3 separate regions of the Mus musculus genome follow, and all the other regions are linked to region 2. A link is a contact called in public HiChIP or PLAC-seq data. All regions are on one chromosome and are shown on one strand. The core of a region is the stretch at or near the end of the contact, and the rest is flanking DNA. Distances in the headings are between cores, read along the strand shown.

Evidence for each region. HiChIP or PLAC-seq counts read pairs in DNA pulled down with a chosen protein or histone mark.
Region 1: a contact with region 2 is called in a BATF HiChIP or PLAC-seq map of CD8 T cells, with 38 read pairs. The contact joins the enhancer-like site here to the promoter of Ccr4 in region 2. A contact is called at or near these places in 3 of 39 promoter capture datasets (the 3T3-L1 cell line, hippocampal neurons and maxillary cranial neural crest), 1 of 15 datasets of contacts at CTCF or cohesin (CD8 T cells), 25 of 484 Hi-C or Micro-C datasets (the C2C12 cell line, CD4 T cells, CD8 T cells and 8 more), 14 of 115 datasets of contacts at active chromatin or transcription factors (CD8 T cells, the SCID.adh cell line, double positive thymocytes and 6 more) and 3 of 9 other capture datasets (adipose tissue, liver and pancreatic islet).
Region 3: a contact with region 2 is called in an H3K27ac HiChIP or PLAC-seq map of embryonic stem cells, with 11 read pairs. The contact joins the enhancer-like site here to the promoter of Ccr4 in region 2. A contact is called at or near these places in 3 of 484 Hi-C or Micro-C datasets (the N1E-115 cell line and embryonic stem cells), 10 of 115 datasets of contacts at active chromatin or transcription factors (the HPC-7 cell line, double positive thymocytes, embryonic stem cells and 2 more) and 3 of 9 other capture datasets (adipose tissue, liver and pancreatic islet).

The regions. Positions count from the first base shown.
Region 1 is chr9:114,439,346-114,442,298 of GRCm38.p6, reverse strand. The region is part of intron 9 of Glb1 (galactosidase, beta 1); the gene reads right to left. Among named protein-coding and RNA genes, the nearest start is that of Gm30254, 21 kb to the left of the region's middle. Within about 2 kb of position 1,553, at least 31 of the 459 cell types and tissues checked have an H3K27ac peak or open chromatin away from gene starts, as enhancers often do. A contact at or near this core is called in CD8 T cells, the SCID.adh cell line, Th1 cells and 6 more, where this site is marked.
Region 2 is chr9:114,494,843-114,497,799 of GRCm38.p6, reverse strand. Ccr4 (chemokine (C-C motif) receptor 4) reads left to right here and starts at 1,256. Exons shown (of 2, transcript NM_009916.2): 1 at 1,256-1,302.
Region 3 is chr9:114,546,440-114,549,139 of GRCm38.p6, reverse strand. All of the region lies in intron 1 of Trim71 (tripartite motif-containing 71), which reads left to right. Among named protein-coding and RNA genes, the nearest start is that of Trim71, 17 kb to the left of the region's middle. Within about 2 kb of position 1,274, at least 56 of the 459 cell types and tissues checked have an H3K27ac peak or open chromatin away from gene starts, as enhancers often do. A contact at or near this core is called in the HPC-7 cell line, the N1E-115 cell line, embryonic stem cells and 1 more, where this site is marked.

The DNA.
Region 1 (2,953 bases), core at 304-2,803, 56 kb after region 2:
AGGAACATTTTCTGTGATGGCTGATATTATTGACTCGACAGTCAATAATATTATTGATATTATTGACTTAGACGCACCTAGGAGAGGCTCTACCTAGATAGGGAAGAAGCTACCATCCCATGGGCTGGTGTCCCACAGTAAAGACAAAACCAGTCGAGTCCCAGCCAGCACTCATCTCTGGCCCTTTCCTGACTGCAGAGATGACTCGGCCAACGGCTTCGAGCTCCTGACCACTTCCTCAGGTTTGGTTTTGTTAGGTTTTTCTCACAGCAATGGGAAGCATAATCAATACAACTTCCCAGAATGTGACCTGTGACAAGACCAATGAGCAGACTCAAGGCTGGGCACATAAAAGCACCAAAAAAAAAAAAAAAAAAAAAAAAAATCCCTTGCAATTATTGTTCATGGTGCAGAGTCTAGACCAGAAACTTCTAAGCTTGTCAAAGTGGATACTTACAGGGTTAGGTTCCCTTTTGGCCAGTCCTTTGGAAATTTACCCATGCATGAGAGACACATGAGGAGTCCTGCCCTGGAAGCTGGTTCCTGTGAGGGATTGGGGGTGGGCTGGGGGCAGGGGTGGTCTTTCGTCCCTTTTCTTCTTTCTTTCAGACGAGGCCCAGGATAGCTTCAAACAAGCTATGCATCCAAGGCCGATAACGGACTTCTGGTCTTCTGCCTCTTATCTCTCAGATGTCAGGATCACAGGTGTGTCTCTCAGGTGCTGGGATCACAGGTGTGTATCTGGGCTCACAGGTGTCTCTCTCAGGTGCTATGATCACAGGCGTGTATCTGGGGTCCCAGGTGTGTATCTGGGGTCCCAGGTGTGTATCTGGGGTCCCAGGTGTATGTCAGAGGGTCACAGGTGTTTCTGGGATCACAGGTGTGTATCTGGGATCCCAGGTGTCTCTCTCAGGTGCTAGAATCACAGGTGTGTATCTGGGGTCACAGGTGTATATCAGGGACTATGGGTGTGTATCTGGGGTCACAGCTATGTATCACCAAACCTGGTTTGGCAGTACTGGGACCTTGTGCAGGCTAAGTTGGCACTGTACCTAGAGGGTGACACCTGCAGCCCTTGAGATAGCGACACTACTGCAGCTAACCGTGAGCCTGCAAGGTTTTCTTCCCCTTCTAACTCAGCAGCCCTCTGCCACGCACACTCGAGAACGAAGCTGTTCTCTGACGGCTCTAATTTGTAAGTAAATGAGGCTCCAAACATAACAGATCGTCAGTGCTTGGCGGTAAGTTCACAAGTGACGGGCTGAGGACCAGCTGTCAGAGGGCTGACATATCAACGAGTGGGCATCAGGTCAGCGCTAACTTCCTCATTGCTGCTCCGCACAGAATCTCACCTTAGAAGACCCAGACCTTCAGCCAACAGACTGCTGTATTAACATCCTCTACTCCCTAGTCCTCAGAGGCAGCTTTCCCCCAGGTCTGCCTGCCTGGGCGGACGCACAGGTTCAAATACGTTCCTTCCCATGAGATACAGCGAGATTAAAAACCACATCCTCACCTAAGGAGTTCACCTTCTGTGTGGTTTAACTCCAGAGTGGCTTCTCACTTGACTCATCTGTAAGCGTCACACTCCTTACAGGCAGACCAGCCTGTGCTGGCCGACCCTGGGTCCTCAGCCTAAGCCTGGCGAGGGGGTGGGGGAGGATCAGTGTGTGGCGTTCAGGAAAAACAAGTGTAACTTTTCTAGTTCTTATTGTGTGTGTGAGTACATGCATGCACGTATGAGTACGCCTGCACATGGAGGCACATGTGTGCGTGCATATGCATATAAAAGCCAGAACTTCTGCCTACCATCTTGGTTTGAATGGATGAAAAAACTGAGTTAATTAATTTTGTTCACATATGTGCCCCGGGACTCATGGGAAGGTCAGTTTCAGGAGCCATTTCCTTTCCTTCTATCACGTAGGTTCTGAGGATCAAAATCAGGTCTTCAGGCTGGGCAGCAAGAACTTTTAGCCACTGGACCATCTCATTGGCTCTCAATTCGGTTTAGGAGACAGGGTATCTCACCAGCTTGGAGCTTCTAATTCAGCTACAGCTACACCAAATGACTAGCAAGCCCCAGAAACCTGCCTGTCTCCCCTTTCTAGCACGAGGGTTACAGAAGTTCACCTCACCACGCCCGGCTTGGCTTTTCTTTTCTTCTTTCCTTTGTTTTGTTTGTTCGTCTTGTTTTTGAGACAGGGTTTCTCTGTGGGGCCTTAGCTGTCCTGAGACTTGCTCTGCAGGCCAGGCTGGTCTCAAAGCTCTCTGCCTCCTGAGTGCTGACACCCAGCCTTTTTTTTTTTTTTTTGGTGGGCTCCAGGGCTCAAACTCAGGTCGATGTGTTTGCACAGCAAGTTATCAGCACCACGGGGGAGAGTCCCTACTTAAGGCATGTGACTGCTCTTCTAGAGGTCCTGAGTTCAATTCCCAGCAACCACATGGTGGCTCACAACCATCTGTAACGGGATCTGATGCCCTCATCTGGTGTGTCTGAAGACAGCTACAGTGTACTCACATACATAAAGTAAATAAATAAATCCTTAAAAAAAAAGATTCTATTATTTATTTATTTACTTTTTGTTTTGAGACAGAATCTCCCTATGTAACCCTTATGTAGATCAGGCTAGCCTCAAACCTGTAGTAACTCTGTCTCTACCTCCCAAATGCTGGGATTACCGGTTACCACCACCACATCTGACTCAGCCTTCGCTTTCTTTATTTTTTGAAAGACTGTCACGAGTGGCCTCTCACCCACTTGTGCCACCTGAAAACTACCATTCACCTCTTCCTTCCAAGTGCTGGCATTAGAAACGCATACCACCCACCATGTGGAGGCTGTGCATGGGGCTCAAACCCAGGGCCTTGTGCATGCGAGACAAGCACCCTAGCACCTGAACCATACCCCCAACCCTAGAATAGTATTTAGTGACAAAAATAAAGCATTAATACA
Region 2 (2,957 bases), core at 7-2,506:
GCTGAGGCTACAAACTTCATGTCTCCTGCCCCAGAAAAACAATGTTTATTTATTCTCACTTGTATGTGTATGAGGCTTTGGCCTACATATATGTAAGTGCGCCACATGTGTGCAGTAGCCACAGAGACGAAGAGAGTGTCAGGTCCCCTAGAAATGGAGCTACAGACACTTGGGTACAGAGAGCTGGTGGCAGGTCCTCTGTAAGAGCAGCCAGTGCTCTTGTCTCTTCTGACCCTGATGTTTCATTTGAAATCCTCCCTGCAGGAAGGTCTCCTGGTTCTTAAGGAGTGGGGATGCACTGTGCCAGGCTGCCTGCTGGTTACCTCTGGGTAGTAGCAGCTTGCCCATCCCACAAGGCTGAAAGCTGCCCTGGGTCTCAAGATCAACTCATGCTCCCCCTGGCAGCTCAGTCATTTCCGGTTTTGTTTATATGGATGGAGGTTTTGCCTCCATGTGTGTTGCTGCGTCGAGCTTGTGCCATGTCTAGGAGAGGGCAGCAGATCCTCTGAAAATGGAGTTACCTGACGAAGTCACCTTGTAAGTCAGACTCACATCATTAAATCAACTTTCCCCTCCTCTGCATGTTTTTGTTCGGTTTGTTGTTTTTGGTTTGTTTTTGTTTTTGCTTGTTTTGTTGTTGGTTGTTTTGTTTTGTTTCTTGTTGGTTTTTTTGTTTTTGGTCTTCTCCCAGAGTTGAAGACCTAATCAAGGGACTCGTGCTCACAGTTTTTCTTTTTTTAAACAACTGCTCTTTGTGGTCCTGCGATTAGACCCAGGGCTTTGATCACTCTAAGCAAACCCTCTGCCTCTGTGCGCCATCCCTAACCCACAGCACATATATTTCACAACTTGAAAAGCCTTAAAGTTTCCCTTTTTATTCTCCCTCCCTGTCCCTTCCCTCCATGCCCTCCCATCCATTCTTTTTTGAGGCAGGTTCACATGTAGTTCAGGTTAGCCTTAAACACACTATGTAGCCCAGGATGACCGCCTGCCTCCACCTCCCACGTGCTGGGATCACAGTCTACGCCGCTGCACCTGGCTCTTACCTTCTTGTCATTTTTCTTCCCTGCCACAGAAGAAACTACACCAGCCTAGCTTTGCGTTTGGGGAAATGAGTCACTCAGCTTTTTTTTTTTTTTTTCTTTCTTCTTCCTTTTGTCAAGAAGCCCCACATGGGTGAGGGGAGAGTTGGTATATCACAGTGTCACAGGAAGTCACATACCCTTCAAAGCACCTTTGCTGCTTCTAGGATCCTGGCATTGCTTCATAGACTGTCCTCAGGATCACTTTCAGAAGAGCAAGGTAGGTGGAGACAGGGACATTCGCGGGACCTGTGGCTGCGCTGCTGCAGGTGCCTGTGGCTTCGGGGAGCACGGACAGGTGACTAGCTACCTGCCTGGCCCCACACTCAGGTTTTGTTTTGTTTTGTTTTGTTAATTTATCTTGTTGTATGTGTAAGAATGTTTTGCCTGCAAATATGTAAGTGCCCACGTGTGTGCTTGTGCCTAAGGAGGTTGTAAGAAAAGGAAAAGGGCCTCGGATCCCCTGGAATTGGGGTTACAGATGGTTTCGAGCCACCATCCGGGTGTTAGAAATTGAAGCCGTGTCCTCTTCCAGAGCAGCCAGGGACCTTAGCCACCAAGCCATCTCAGCAGCTTCACACTCAGGCTTCTTAATCTTGCTGGTGCTGGCCTCTGTCTTGGAGAACACACACTTCCTACCTGTCTGCAGGCAGGCCGCCTGAGGCTTCACCAGCCAGGCATCCATTCCGGACTCGGCTCACGCCCTCAAGTCTGACGAGGACTGCAAACTTTTCTGCTTGTTCCAGCAAGGAATATCACATACCCAGGAATTACGGCATCGTAGGTGACTTACTTACTTAATTAGTAATTTTCTTTTGAAATGTATTTTATTACATTTCTTTATGTAGTGCAGGTATATATGGATGTGTGTGTGTGCCTATATACGGAGGGTGCGTGTCAGAGGGTAATTTGCGGGAGTCTGTTTTTTTTTCTACCATGTGAGACCAAGGAATTAAACTCAGGGTTAGGCAGATGTCTCCATTTGCAGAGCATCCTCTTGGCCTCACTTGGTTTTGAGAGTCAGATACAGTGCAGGCTGGCCTCACCCTCAGTGTTGCTGAGCATGGCCTTGAACTTCTGGCCTTCCTGCCTGTGCCTCAGCCTCTCAAATGCTGGCATATATATATGGGCCAGTAGACTGGACTATCCTTTTTGTTTGGCGGTTTGTTCTTCTGAGCCTATCTTCATTCTTCTGTTTTACTGAAATTTTTTTCCCCCTTTAAACTTTACTGGTAAAATGATAGCAACACAAGACAGTTGTTAGTCACTGACAAGCCTCCCAGGAGACTCTCCCATGTGACAAGTCTTCATCATGCTTTTCCAAGGGGAAAAAAAAAAAAAAACCAAAGAAATAAAATCTCTTTTGAAAAAACACCAGGGGTAGGGGTGATGGTTCAGTGGGCAATGCGTTCGTACCTAAAACACAGGGCCTTGAGCTCTCCAGAAGGTGAGCAAAAGCCAGGAGTGGCTGTGCACGCCTAGGACCTCATAGCCCTCCCCCTCGGTGGAGACACCGTGGAGACGGATAAATGGGAGGTTCCTTGGCCAGCCTGTCTTCCCAAAACAGAGAGTCCTGGTATTGAGACTGTATCTCAAAAAACAAGGTAGAGAGTGATAGCAAAAGACACCTCTGGCCTCCATTAACACAGGCACAGCTGAATGACCGCACACACAGATGTGTGCACACGTGTACACCGCATACTCATAGAAACAGTAGAGTGTTCAGGCGTGCAGAACTGAAGCTATGGGGAGAGATTAGATGTGAATTACTGAACAAAGTGAGAAGGGTTTAACAGGGACTGACAGGATGCCACAGAGACAGGAATCAGGAAGCAAGGGGGGTGGTCCTGGGTCGGGAAATCGCTCATGCCACAT
Region 3 (2,700 bases), core at 25-2,524, 51 kb before region 2:
CAGCCCTTGGGTATTTTGTTGGTAAAAGTGCTTTATGCTTATGGTAAATACTTTTAAAAAGTTAATCAAGTAGCCACACTGGGTAGGGGGTAGAGAAGCAGAAACCAGCTTTTGTGTGCTGTTACAGAGGTGGCCAGGTAGGACGGGGAACCAGGAGCTCCCTTTAGTATTGACATATTTTTCTGCAGGGGCAGTCAGTGTGAGGTCAGTTACCTAGGCCGACAGCAGTTTTGTTTTGTTTTGTTTTTTTTACTAGAAAATGTTGATCTTTGAGCCTCTTGACAGGAACGTAAACCATGTAGAGGATGAAGGTGAGGTTGGGCTAGACAGACACTGCCAACTGAGACATCTCTCTCGCCCACATCAGGACAGTCTTCCCTTGGACCAGCTATTGTAAATGCTTTTCAGAATGGCCTTCCGCTGGCAATGAGGTCCCAGGGGAAGTGACCTGACCCCACCAGTTGGGAGCATGTGACTCCCTGGTTTTTACAGTAGGCTGCTTCCTTCCTGGGGGGTTTAGAGCTCTCCTTTCTCACCCCAGAAGCCTGGCTGTGGGCTGTGGAGGAAGGCTCCCTCGACAGCCCTGTCAGGATGCTAAGTGGATTTCTCAGCTTTATTTCTTGTGTAACTCTTTCCTCCTGAGCGGTAGGATCTATATAAGTATGTCGGAAATGGGTGGGCCTCGTGATGGTCAGACTTGGGGGACTGATGTGGGTGGTACCCAGGGAAGGGAAGAGACAGCAGTGGTGGTCCCGAAAGACCCGGGAGCCTTTGAGTGATGGGTCTTTGGAAATCTGGGAAAAGGCTGGGCACTTAAAGTTCCTCTCCATAGACTTTCAGTTCATCCAGTGTCAAGCTAATTAGACTGGCTGCCGGAAGCTGTTGGGTTCCACGGAATATTTGCTTAATTAAGCTAATTAAGTTATTTGAGAGAGAATCTCCTACAGGCTATCCCGGGACCCGCAGCCCGAGTTCTTGAACTTGTAGCAGTCTTCCTGCTTCAGCCTTTCTAAGCCTTGCTATGCCTGCCTGGTTTGTCCTCTCTGCTCTCAGAGAAGAGAACCATGTAGGTGTGCAACCCCCACCCCCTCCAGCCTAGGTGGCTCAGCTGTCACACTCCCCCCGCCCCCCACATGTGATCACCCTAGAGTCAGCAGGCAGGAACAGAGACCTCTCCTGCATTCTATCTCTGGTGGAATCTCCCTGCATCATCTCCTGTGGTGATGGTGATGCTGAGCTCCTGTTTAAACAACCCCACCTTCCAGGCTTTGAAGGGCAGGAGTGTTTGCCCTGGTTACCGCACTGCATCGAAGGCACACAAAGGAGACCCTCGAGACGCAGTTAATGATTAAAATCCAGGGCTTTGGGCCTGTTTTCCTCTGAGATTGTTCCTCCTGAACTTTGCTCCCTCACGCCCTGGGACTCACCCCACCTCAGCCAGCTTGTAGACCTTGGTTTTGAGGTTCTCCTGGAGCCCAGCATCCTGGGGACAATCTGCTCCTTGCTACCTCAGGCTCTGCTGTTTTTCCTGCCGACCTGCAGGCTCTGCTGTAGGAATTCCTATCTGGGCCTTGTTCCCCCAAAGGCTGGGAACAACTGCCTCCTGCTGTGGGGAACAAGATGGCCTTGCCTTGGATGGGTGGCATCACAGAAGTCTGGCCCTGCCCCTGCCCCTCAGGAGTGGGTATACCTGGCTGTACCCGGACCCTCTAGACATCCCTAAATTAGACTTACCAGTTAGCTTTTGTCCTAACTAACTTCCTGGGTTTCGTTTGGTTAAGTAAAAGGCCTATGAATACCCGTGGAGTGGTCTACCAACCATTTATTAGGCTCAAGTTGTGGATTGTCTTAAATCCTAGCCTTTTCCTTTAAGGTGTGACTTGTCCCCACAGTTTATCAGGGAGCTCCCCCTTGCCAAATATAGACTTGAATTCCAGACAGACAATGAATTATCCTCATTTTTAGTATATGTGTGTCCTCTGTGCAGTGTTCAGGAGGGTGTAAATTTGCCTTGTGCTTGATGTGTGTATGGTGGCCTCACGCAGGCGGTCCTGAGCATTTATTTCCCCTACCCACTCGACTTTTTAGTGACCTTGAATAGGACCGGGGTTATCTGCAATGACATCCCACCCACTCGTGCCCCAGGCAAGGGAGGAACCCCATGCTTAGGATCTGCCGGATGTGGGCCCCCACCCCCCCCATCCCCCAAGGCGGCCGGAAGGAAGAGCTGCCTGTGGCTCCCAGAGCTACAGCACCACCGTCCCTTGGCCTCTCCTTGAGCTGAGCCATGAGACCACAGACCGTCATTCCAGAAGAGGATTTTAGGGTTCCGTTGCTTTGTGTGTGTTTCTGTTGTTGGTTTTTATTCGTTCATTAATTAAAAAAATTTTTTTTTGTATGTTTGTTTGAGATGGTTTCTCTATATAGCCCTGGCTGTCCCAGAACTGTGTAGACCAGACCAGCCATAAACTCAAGAGACTCACCTGTCTCTGCCTCCTGAGTGCTGAGATAATGTTCCAACTGAAACCAGCTGGCTAGGAATTCCTGAACGTTCTATCTCCGCCATGCACAGTGTCAACATAGACTTGATAGCTCAGAGAGATTGCTGCAGACTTGGGTGGGTAAGGTGCCCGGGCCGATTCTCACCTGCCCTTTTCTGGTTCAGCATTTTGGACTGCCCTAGTGAGAAGTCAGGTTGAT